Linked DNA regions of Mus musculus: region 1 is linked to region 2. Evidence: chromatin contacts called from public ChIA-PET data. All regions are on one chromosome and are shown on one strand. Each heading gives the region's core, a stretch centred on a gene start, on an enhancer-like site or on the middle of the called end of the contact. The rest is flanking DNA. Distances are from core to core; before and after follow the strand shown. Region 1 overlaps Pde2a (phosphodiesterase 2A, cGMP-stimulated). Region 2 has its middle 16 kb from the start of Fchsd2.

The links. ChIA-PET counts read pairs in DNA pulled down with a chosen protein or histone mark.
Region 1: a contact with region 2 is called in an RNA polymerase II ChIA-PET map of memory CD8 T cells, with 17 read pairs. The contact joins two enhancer-like sites. A contact is called at or near these places in 1 of 39 promoter capture datasets (pre-B cells), 1 of 484 Hi-C or Micro-C datasets (embryonic stem cells), 6 of 115 datasets of contacts at active chromatin or transcription factors (embryonic stem cells, large pre-B cells and memory CD8 T cells) and 1 of 9 other capture datasets (embryonic stem cells).

Annotation. Positions count from the first base shown.
Region 1 is chr7:101,497,956-101,503,666 of GRCm38.p6, forward strand. Pde2a (phosphodiesterase 2A, cGMP-stimulated) reads left to right here. Exons shown (of 30, transcript NM_001143849.2): 6 at 2,433-2,492; 7 at 3,022-3,163; 8 at 3,655-3,707; 9 at 3,899-3,973; 10 at 4,059-4,100; 11 at 4,579-4,647; 12 at 4,857-4,987; 13 at 5,344-5,455. Among named protein-coding and RNA genes, the nearest start is that of Mir139, 25 kb to the left of the region's middle. Within about 2 kb of position 2,631, at least 29 of the 459 cell types and tissues checked have an H3K27ac peak or open chromatin away from gene starts, as enhancers often do.
Region 2 is chr7:101,089,398-101,095,273 of GRCm38.p6, forward strand. No RefSeq gene overlaps it. Among named protein-coding and RNA genes, the nearest start is that of Fchsd2, 16 kb to the right of the region's middle. Within about 2 kb of position 3,459, at least 102 of the 459 cell types and tissues checked have an H3K27ac peak or open chromatin away from gene starts, as enhancers often do.

The DNA of each region.
Region 1 (5,711 bases), core at 1,381-3,880, 410 kb after region 2:
GCATGAAACAGGTGGTACATGTAAGGGAGGATTGCAGCCGCTCACAAGCTGTAGCCAGCAGACCGGGTAGTCCTGTGAGGAGCACTGGGTTAGATGGAGCTGCAGTCAGCAAAGGACCTGCTGAGCAACGTGCCATCCAGGTGCACAGCTGAGTGCCGGAGTTCTCAACTTTCCCAGCTCAGTTCAAGGCGCCTTGATTGCACAGTCTTTGTGTGGAAAGCCTCACTCTGTTTCCCAGTTCTGGGAGAATAAGTCTCTTTGAAGAGTGGGCGGCTCTTGGTCTCTGGCATATGATGCTTTGCGCCTGCTCCCTGTCCCCTAGCCCTGCCTGTTAGCTCCTTGCATGGAGTAGGGTGTTCATGACATTAGTCATGCTGAACTTGATGGGAGTGGGCCTGGTAGTCTGGCCAAGTTTTTCATTCTTTCTAAACCCTGGTGCCCACCGATTAGCATTTCCCACCGAACCCCAGACACCCACCTTAACATTAGCATTTACAAGGGTAAATGTTACCACATGGGAGTGTGTTGGGGGGATGAACTGGTTTGTGTTATGAAATGTCGGAAGTATGGGTGTGGCTCTTGGGTGTATGAACTAATTTCCTGAGTGTGTACATGTGGATGGTGCAGGCAGTGGTGGTGTGTGTGTGTTTCCATGGGGCAGTGAATGCAAGTGTGTACATGTGAAGGGGCCTAAGGTTCTTGCAGCAAGTACCTGTGTGTGCCTGAGCATGTGCTGACTGGCTGGACTGAGGCAGCCCAGCAGTGCATGCTGGGATGAGGGAACATCACAGTTTCTTCTTTTCCCTCAGCAATTTCAGCCTCACAGTTCTGCTTCTGGGTCCAGGCCTTTGGGAAACCAAGGAGTTGGTTCCCCCACTGCTCCCAGCTCTAGAGGGGTCCCACCTGCTCCTCTCCCTGAGAGATGGGGCTCTCCTCTACATCCTAACCAGAAAAGGCCAGCACAGTTATGTAAACAGCATGCAGCTTCAACTCAGTCCTAACCCTCCCACCTCCAGTCTCCTCCAGGTCTTCCTGGCTCTAGTCTTGCTTCCTGTCATTTACCTTCCGTCCCATAGATGACAGCTATCAGATCTAAAGTTTACCACAGCATCCTAAATCCCAAGTTCTAGGCCCTTCCCTCAGTGACTCCATGGACTTTACTCCCTATCCCAGGGACCTCATCTTCCTGTAAACCTCCCACTTGGCTCCTAATCAGGACAGCCTTCTATCTACAGCGCCCCCTTCTGCTTGTACTTCCAGCGCAGGAAGCCCCCCAGATCCCATTCCCTCTAAGAGTCACAGTCTGTCTATGTACCCCGACCCCCTCAGGTATAAGGTCCCACACCCCCTTCCACGCGTACCCCGACTCATCCCGCTCCTGGCCAGCCTGTGAGCTTCCTGCTGGTCTCCTCCTCCTCATCTGTTCCTGGCAGGGGACCCAGCGCAGGGAGGCAGGCAGGGGCTGCTGGGTGAGGGAAGCAGGATGAAGCCCACACCCCCTGCGAGCACTGTGGGAGCCCCACAGGTGGCGAACAGCTTTGAGTAAGCTAAGGAAGTTGAGACAGCAGGTGGGGAGGAAGCCTTGTTGGCGGGCCACCATGGGTCCCTAGGCTGTCATCTCTGCTTTTTTCCATCCCCGTTTCTCCACATTTCCCTCTTAAACACCCAAGAGTGCTAGAGGAAGAGCATGAAAGATGGCTGAAGTGAGCCCTGGTGACTAACTAGCACAGGGACACAGGACAGGGGAGGATAACCGCGTGGTAAGAATGAATCTAGAGAGTCAACATGGAAGCGGGAAGGGGAGGGGTGGATAGAGATGTCCTAACGCTGCTACTTTCTGCTTGATGATTTTCGGAAGGTCCCCCACCTCTGGCCTCCCTGGCTCATCTGTAAGGGGAAGATTGCATCTCCCCATGGTGAGAACCATGTGTAAGGCAAAAAGCACTCCCTCCCTCAGCCCATTCATCTGTGCACAGCTTCCTGGCAGGTGTCAGTCATGCCTGGGCTCCCTTCTTTAACCCCAGATGTAAGGGCAACTCAAACCCCACTCAGAACGGATGGAGCTGGAGGCTAAAGCCAATTCCACAAATCCTCTAATCAGGGCCTGAAGCGCTCCGTGTGTGGACGATGGAGAAGGGTCTGAGGTCCGCCTTCCTGACTCTGTATACCTGGACTGGGCTGTCTGTGGCACAGTTTGCTCCAGGAACGGAACAGTAAGCGTGGAAAGTGATGGGACAGACAGGAAAGTTCCACTCTTATCACCTGCCCTGGACGTCTTCCTTGGGAAAGTCACCTTCAGAGCTAGCTGCCTGGCTTACATGGAGGTCATAGACTGTATTGGTGGCAACTGGTGTTGAGCTGGCCACGGGAGGACATGCAAGTGAAGACAGACTGGGGAAGGTCACATCTGGTCGCTTCTCCCTTCTCTCCAGGTGCACTGTGGCCAGCTGAGTGACAGTGAGGAACAGAGCTTGCAGGTGGTAGAGAAGCACGTGAGTCGGGTAGGATCGTGGTAACACAGGGGCTGCTGAGGATCCTTACCAGAGCTTGTAGGAAAGACGATCTGGCCAGAGAGCTGGACAGGCCTGGCTTCTGGTTCCAGCGTGACCACCTTGAGCAAGCAGTTTCACAACTGAAGATGGGGTAACATAGCGCTAACTTAGCTGGGTTAGTGATGAGTCAAAGACCCTGTGTATAACTGAGGCTCTTTTCTGCCTAATGTTTCAGGAGTCTGTGATCTTAATCAGGGTGGTGTTAGACAGGAAATCTGATCCTCTTTTGAAGAGTCTGCGAGCGGGGGTCCGGGGGCAGCTATACTTAGCCGTGGAAGAAGCGAGGCTCTAAGGACAGTGGGAGCTCCTAGGAAGTGGAGGGACCAGCGGGTTGAATTGTTTGGAACCAGAACAGGGATAGGCAATGAACATTATGGGGGACCCAAGAGGGATTTGTTTGAGCTAAGGAGGGGAGTCAGGTAGTGACACTGAACGGCAAGGTCATGCTGACCACTCGGCCGTCCCCTAGGCTCTGGTAGCCCTGCGGAGGGTGCAGGCCCTGCAGCAGCGCAGGCCTGAAGCTGTTCAGAACACGTCAGTGGATGCCTCTGAAGATCAAAAGGATGAGAAGGGGTACACCGACCATGACCGAAAGATCCTGCAACTGTGTGGTGAGGGCCAAACTCGGGCAGGTCTATAGGATAGGGTCGATCCTGGAGGGGCAGGGCCAGGTCTCTGGAGTGGGCGGGACCTGAGAGGTGAGTTATAACACAAGGCAGAACCCAGATAACACTTGGAAAGCATGTGGGTGTTCTGGGTGGTCTTGTGGAGCCTGAGGCGAGGTAGGGGCGGAGCCTGAGAGTCAGGGGTGGAGCCTTAAGCAAGGCAGGGGTGGAGCCTGAGGAGAAGCAGGGGTGGAGCCTGAGGAGAGGCAGGGGTGGAGCCTGAGGAGAGATGGGGCGGAGCCTGAGGAGAGACAGGGGCGGAGCCTGAGGAGAGACAGGGGCGGTGCCTGAGGAGAGGCAGGGGTGGAGCCTGAGGAGAGACAGGGGTGGAGCCTGAGGAGAGACAGGGGCGGAGCCTGAGGAGAGGCAGGGGTGGAGCCTGGAAGCAGCCCCCAGGCAAGGCAGAGCCCTCTCTGATTTCAGCCTTGTTCTTGCAGGGGAACTCTTTGACTTGGATGCTACTTCTCTGCAGCTCAAAGTCCTTCAATATGTGAGTCCCTGAGCATCTATCTCCTCTTCCACCCTCTCTCTCTCCAAAGACCAACAGACCCTTGACCCCATCACCTCTGTTCAGATTGGGACACCCCACCCTCTCTTCTCTTCTACAATCCTGAAAAACCCAGAGAGGCTAGCGGGTGTTCCAGCCCCGCCCTCAGCCTGGCTCTGTCTGTCCCCCTGCAGCTGCAGCAGGAGACACAGGCCACTCACTGCTGCCTCCTGCTGGTGTCGGAGGACAATCTACAGCTTTCCTGCAAGGTGAGGGTTCAAGTCCACGGTGAGGCGGGGCAACCCGTGTCTGCCTTTCCTCCCATAAACCTGTCTCCATTCCTGGGTCCCACAGGTCATTGGAGACAAAGTGCTGGGAGAAGAGGTCAGCTTTCCAGTGAGTTCCATCTCCATCCTCAGCATTGGAGCCTGCAGGGACCAGGAAGGCCTAGCAACTGGGGCCACCTAGATGTCTTGGTGGGAGCAGTCCAGGTCGTGAGAGCTACTTAGAAGAATTACGAAGGAGCCCTGTCTCTCATGATCAGACTCTAGTAGAAGCAAGCTCGTAGAGGAAGCCTTAGATGAGACAGGCTTGAGTGTTTCTAGACACGAACCTGTTAGAATCTCTTGAGATCAGTGAGACTCTTTGGGGTCTGCTTATCACTCTCTAGTTAGGGAAAACCCTCAAGTTCACTATTGATTACCAAGTCGTCCCTCTCCAACCCCCCCCCCCCACTTCTCTCCTCTGCTTCTCAGCATCAGCTCCATCCATTCCTGAACTGTTCAAAGGGTTTGTTGAAACTTCCAGACTTGGAAGGCAAGGATGGGTTGACCCAGGGAGAGCTGGGCCAACGGGGTCTCTCTTCACTTTCCAGTTGACCATGGGACGTCTGGGGCAGGTGGTGGAAGACAAGCAGTGTATCCAGTTGAAGGACCTAACCTCTGTAAGCCATGGCCATGCTGAGCCAAGGGAGAGGGAGGGGGAAACCCTTTGCTCAAGCCCCAGTGTCTTTGGAATGGGGTAGCCTAGAGATGGGGAGACAAGACCCAGACTTGGTGACACCCTGTCCTCGTGCCATAACGGGCTTCGGAGTGTGGTGAGAGCTAGGGAAGAGGCACACTGCCCCTCCTCACTGTTCCTTCATCTCTGCAGGACGATGTGCAACAGCTGCAAAACATGTTGGGTTGTGAGCTGCAGGCTATGCTGTGTGTCCCTGTCATCAGCCGAGCCACTGACCAGGTGGTGGCCCTGGCTTGCGCCTTCAACAAGCTTGGAGGAGATTTGTGAGTTTGAGAGTGGGGGTGTCATGGCACTATGGCAATAGCCCCAGGTTCTAGGGGGTCTGAAGTGGGAGGATCACGGGAGCCTAGAAGTTCCAGGCCAGCCTGAGCAACATGTACATAAGCCTGCCTCAAATAAACAGTGGCCTGAGGAGGAACCCACATTTTGGTCTGAGGGCAGTCAGAGCTTTCCCTAGAGCTCTGTGCCTGAAGGGGGAGAAGGCATGGTGTGTAGTCCCAGTGTGAAGAGTTTCATTAGCTGGCAGATAGGAGCTTCCTGGTAGCATGCAGGAAAGGAGAAAGGGGCCGAGAAGGCCATCTTCCCTGTCCTCTCTGCTGACCCCCAGCCCGACTTCCAGCTTCACAGATGAGGATGAACACGTGATCCAACACTGCTTCCACTACACAGGCACGGTGCTCACCAGCACCTTGGCCTTCCAGAAGGAGCAGAAGCTCAAGTGTGAGTGCCAGGTGAGTGCCTGCCTTGAGCTTTTCCCAAGAACCTGCGCGCGCCAGCCCCAGAAGGCTATCCACGAGGGTGATGCTGCCTGGGTTATCTAGGCCAGTGGCAGCACTGTGGCTGGGTAACCTAGTGACCTGGAAGTCCCTTAAAGAGAGAGAGGTCAGTATTTCCCTGGGCTCTAGGCATTGTCTGTGATTGCCCTCTAGTGTCTAACACGGGCACTACCACAACATCTGGGCAGCCAGAGGCAAAGGTGGCAGCCGT
Region 2 (5,876 bases), core at 2,209-4,708:
ACAATGAGCTGGCACCCACTCTGCTGGGAGTTCCTGTCTCTTCTGCTTCGTGGTGTGGGAGAAGGCCACACCCTCCTGATTGCATCCTGCTCTACGTTCTTAGCTTTTTGATCCCTCTCCAGCAACACCCCTGCCCCAGCCTAGTTCTACAAATGATATCAATTTTACCTCTGGCTCCAGATGCTAGGGGCGAACAACCACTCTCTTAATTCACTATGTGACCTTGAGCAAGGAAGGCATTGGCTTTGGGGTAGTTACAGTTTCATGACTTTTAGATTGGAGAAATGAGCCAGGCATGGTAGTGTACATCTATAATCGCAGCCCTGGGGAGGCTGAGGAAGCCGGAGTGTGGTGAGTTTGGGGTTACCCTGGACTACATAGCAGGTAGCAGGTCAGCCAGTGTTATAGAGCAAGACCCCGTTTCAAAAAAATAAAAAATAAATAAATAAATAAAGCTGGGTGCGGTGGCTCACACCTTGAGTTCCAGTCCTAAGGAGACAGAGGCAGGCAGATCTCTATAAGTTTGGGGACAGAATGGTTTACATTGTGATCGCCAGGCCCACCAGGACTAAATAGTAAGTCTCTGTCTCAAAACATAATTAATAAATCAATTAATTTTAAAAAGTGGAGAGCTGGTCTGGGGACGAAACCCTGTGGTAGGGAACTTTCCTGGTATGTTTGAGAGTTCCTGGGTTTAAGCCACAATCCAAAAGCAACATTGTAAGGCAGAACAAAACAATAGAGTGTTAAAAGTGATTCAGTGGTAGGACACTTGCCTAGCATGTGAAAGCCCTAGCACTTGATCCCCAACATGGCCAATAAATGAGTTATTTGATGTAGTTGAAAGGAGATGTTCTATCTTAGGTCATGGTCATTGCCTACAGAAAGGCCTCCATGGGGCTGGCATGATGGCTTAGTCAGTAAAAGGCACTTGCTGTATAAAACTGAGGACCCAAGTTCAATCCCCTGGACCCACAAGAAAGTGGAAGAACAGAACCGACTCCACAAAGCTGTTTTCTGAGCTCCACACTAGTGCGGCAGTCCACACTGGATAGTCACTATCTCTCTATGCAGTTGTTCTCTATCGGGTGGGGAGAGAGAAAGCCAGATAGCTCTAGGGCCGACTATAGATTCTACATAGATAGAATTCCCCCAGGAGGGTTGTTAGCTGATAAAACTTGAGGAAAGGCAAAGAATTGTGTTGAAATCAGGCCTCCTGCATCAGAATGGATTGCACTAATTGGCAAGTTGGGCTATTCCTTGCCCCTCCCCCACTTCTCCACTTGGTGACTTAACAATGTTTCAAGATCCCAGGCACAGGTCTCGTCTGCTTCCCCAAGAAATCTCACTTATCATACTTACCTCTGTAGGCTTTTATCTTATTTTGTTTTATTTTCTGAGACAGGGTCTTACTATGTAGTCTTGGCTATCTTGAAACTCACTATGTAGACCAGGTCCGTCTGGAACTCACAGAGATAAGCTAAGTGTTGGGAGATGCCACTTAATTCTTTTGACAGGGTCTTACTCTGTAGTCAAAACTAGTTTAGAACTCATTATGTAGCTCAGGCTGACTCTGAGCTCGTGGAAATCTTGTAGCCTCTTACAGGCACAACCTGGAGAGTACTGGATATCTAAGCATGAACCACCATAACTGTCTCTGTAGGGTTCTTTACGAATCTCTCTCTCTCTCCTCAGATGATGTCCAAAGTCAAGAGCCTGTTGGATTTCAGAAATTAAATACTGTATGCCTCTAGCATTAGTCCAATAAAAAGATCTAGAGGGGGCAAAGCTGTATCTCTGTCTCTGTCTCTGTCTCTCTCTCTCTGTATGTGTGTGTGTGTCTGTGTGTGTGTGTGTCTGTGTGTGTGTACACGGGCACATGTATTATATTTTGACAGGATCTCTAGCTGGTCCATCCAATTAGGTATGTAGTCAAGGGATGACCTTGGACTTCTGACCTCCAGATTCCACCTCCAGAGTCCTGAGATTACAAAGTGCACATCTTTCCCTCATTTATGCAGTGTTGGGGATTGAACCCAGAGCTTTGTGCATGTTAGGCAAGCATTCAGTCAACCAAGCCACATCCCCTATTGAGACTACCTGATCTTTAATGCCTTCCCTATCCTTGGGGACGGTAAGTTAGAAAGGAAAATGAGCTAGAGAAATGGAGAAGTCAGCACCATCTTCCTTCCTGTGGTACTTCACAGGTGTGTGTGGATTAACTGTGTGCTGGTGAGAAGCCCTTCTGCCCGGACTCCTCTCTGTGGAAGAACCCAGACCCCAAGCCCAAAAGGCTTCTAGATATCCCAAAGATGTTCCTCAGCTTAGGTGGGAATCTACTCATGCTATGTTACATGTTTGCCTTCTGTGGTTAAGCCTTGGTAATTAGTTTCAGAACATTGTAAAGGTTAACTGGTTTAACTGGCAGCCAGAGTCACGGGCCTGCTGCAGGGAGACAGGTAGGTGTGCATCTGGGCAGCAGAGAAGAGGCTCCTGCCTCCCTGGTGAAAGGGAAATAGAAAAATAAAACAATTATGCTGCGCATGTGCCCATGGGATCACATAGCATGAACCCATGAGTTTGAGACCAGTCTGCAAAAATCATGAAACCTTGTCCTAAAACAATAAAAAAGTTAGGCTGGTGCATCTTGGTTGTAGAGAGCTAGAGCTACTTTAACATTGCCAAGCATCTGTGAGAACCCAGGTTTAACCTTAGCATTATAAAGACTACAAGAACACACACACACACACACACACACACACACACACACACACACACACACTTTCCGTGGATGTCTCTCTCTTCTAATGTACAAAAAAAGCACTTTTAGAGAATCGTTATTTAAGATCAGGCTTCCTGAGCCGGGCAGTGGTGGTGCATGCTTTTAATCCCAGCACTCGGGAGGCAGAGGCAGGCGGATTTCTGAGTTCGAGGCCAGCCTGGTCTACAGAGTGAGTTCCAGGACAGCCAGGGCTACACAGAGAAACCCTGTCTTGAAAAACAAAACAAACAAACAAAAAAAGATCAGGCTTCCCTACGAATGTCCCGGGAACATCACTGCCTTTCCACCTGAGCCAGTCCCTTTCTAAGAGGGGATCTTTCCATTTTTAAAATTGAACAGGTTTCATCAGGACTAGGGGGCTCATGATTTTCTGCGTGTTTCTTCTGTCCCCAACTATACAGGTGAACTGAAGTTTCATCAAGGCCAGAACCCTATTCTCCAGAGATTGAGGCAAATAGGCTTCCTGCCTCAAGCACACAAGGTTTTCTCTCGTCCGTAGGGAGTTCAGAACTGATGCTGACTGGCCTAAGCCTCCAGGAGGAACAAGACCATCTGGGAGCTGGCACACACAGAGGCCCACAGCTTGCTTGCTGCCTAGAAAGGAGGTGGAAAGGAGGCCTGGTTCGGAGTGAAACGGAAGTGCCTGAGCTCTGACAGTTGCTCTTGTGTAGTCTCTGCAGCCAGGAGGGAAGTAAAACTGTCGGACGTCTGCAGCTTTGGCCCTGAGAGCTCATGAGGCAGCAACAGGTGAGGCGAAGGCCTGGTGCAGGAGAAGGCTTGCTGTCTGGTCTCAGTCCTGGTCAGAGGTTATCTTTGGCAAGTAGGCTGGCTCAAGGATTCAGGAGGACGATAAAGGAAAAAGCTATGAAATAGGTTCATGACAGGCAAATCTCAATGCTTCGCTGAGTTCAGGCACTTCTATTTTAAGAAGTGGGGCTTGGCTAAGTTCACCCCTGAAATAAGGATTTCTGGAAGGGGTGGGGGGATGGGGATCCAAGAGGCAATTTGTTTATAAGGAGTCTGGCCCCTGTAACCTTGCTGGCAGTGGACTCAGCATTGTGGAGGATCATTAGCGGGAGAAGGGGTCCTCTCAGGGGGAGGTCCAGGGATGGTGCAGTGACTTGCCTAAGGTCACAGAGCTTTAGTTGCTCAGATGGGGCTCGAGTGTGAAAAGAAAGAGGAATTGAAAAGAGGATGCAGCCAAAGAGAAGCATTTGCTTGGTGCTCTCCCCAAGATCTGAGTCAGGTTAGGCCTGGAAGAACAAACTCACAGCTAGGGAGGGAAAGGAGGACTTCCTCACAGAAGCAGTGGCTTTCACAAGCCTGGTGGCTCACACCTGTAACCCAGCACCTACAAGGCTCGGGCAAAGGGTAGGTTGTGAGTGTGAAGCCAGCCTGGGCAGCAGTGTGAGTTCCAGGTCAGTGTGGCCCTCAGAATGAGACCTTGTCTCAAAACAGAACAAAACACAACAAGAACAAAACCTAACAAAGAAGTCTCATTATTTTAGTTTCTGAGACAGACAATTTTACTCTGTAGCTCTGCCTGGCCTTAAAACTCAGAGATCTGCCTGCTTCTGTATTAGTGCTGGGATTCAAAGGCAGGCAACAGCACCCAGCTATGGGCAAACTGTTAATTAATAAGGATGGCTTTGAACTGATATTTAAAAGGGGGAAATGGGAGCTTAGCCTGCAGAGAGAGGGGGGAAAGGTGCTGAAGGCAAGGGGACCAGCGCATGCAGAAGTCATTAAAAAGTGTGAGATTGCTAAGGCAGCCCGGCAAGTGTGGGACAATGGATGCATACGGTGTGATGGGCGCAACACATGGACTTGAGAGGTGAGGATGTCTAGGCTGGCTGGTGCCAACCAATAAGCTTGCCCTTAGCTGCCACTCTGGCACCCATGAAAAAGCTTACAGTGAAGAGTGGGTAGTGGAGTGGGCAGGAAGGAGCACTCTAAAATTTATCCTTGACTGCCTCTCTTCCTGTAGATGAGAGAATTATCTACCAATTTCAAGCAAGTCCTTTAAGAGAGAATCAAAATAAATGGAAAAGTCCTGGCTCTTAGCTGGAATTTTTTGTAGCCTTTGAAAAGTTGTAGCTAGATCATAGCAGGTGCCTTATTCTAAAAGATACTCTAAATATGCCACTAAGAACTATGTGAAGAATAGGCTTCAAAATATTCAAGGAAGGTTCAAAGTACACACACATTTGGGAGGTAGAGGCAGGAGGATTAGAAGTTCAAGGTCATTTTTAGTTAAACAGTGAGTTGGAAGCCAGCCTGGGCTACTTAAGTCCTTGTTGAAAAAAAAAAACCACAAAATACATCCAAAACGAAATGAAAAAAGAATAATCTGATTGGCTGTGTATAGTTGCTAACAGTATAGACAGTTACATGTTATATTGCTTTCAAATTAATCAGGATAAATAAAAGAAAGATAATGAGAATTAGCTATTTATCTGGGATATTTTGGATGAGTTCTTGAAAAAAATTGTGGACAATACAAAAAACAAAATCTCCAAGACGTTGGACTTAATTTGGAAAAAAAAACAGGGTGCATTTAAGCAGAGGAGCCTAAGGGCAGACAGCTTGATCTAGGCAGCAAGGAAGACAGAGGACAGAGTATGTGGTTGGGGTCAGGCAGGAGTAACTACAAAGAGGCCTTGATGAGAGAGCTCAGGGTGTCAGGCCCCACCTCTGTTGAGAAAAAGAAACACACAAAGGTGCAGAGGAAACGAAAATTGAAATGTAGGTGCTCCTGTGGCTTTGGTAGGGGCAGGTGTGGTTAGCAAGGGAAGTGAAAGGGGCTGAGTGACTGGCAGCCCAGCTTTGAGGGAGAAAGATAGCTTGTGAGGGTGAAGGACAGCTTATAAGGGTGTTGGAGGCCCCTCTCTGGCCAGGAGTCCCATTCCAGGGTGGGGTATGGTGAGGGGCTGTCTTGGTTAAGGTTTTACTGATATGAGCAGACACCATGACCAAGGCAACTCTTATAAAAGATATTTCATTAGGGCTGGCTTACAGGTTCAGAGATTGAGTCCATTATTATCACGGCAGGAACTTGGCAGCACCCAGGCAGTCATGGTGCAGGAGGAGCTGA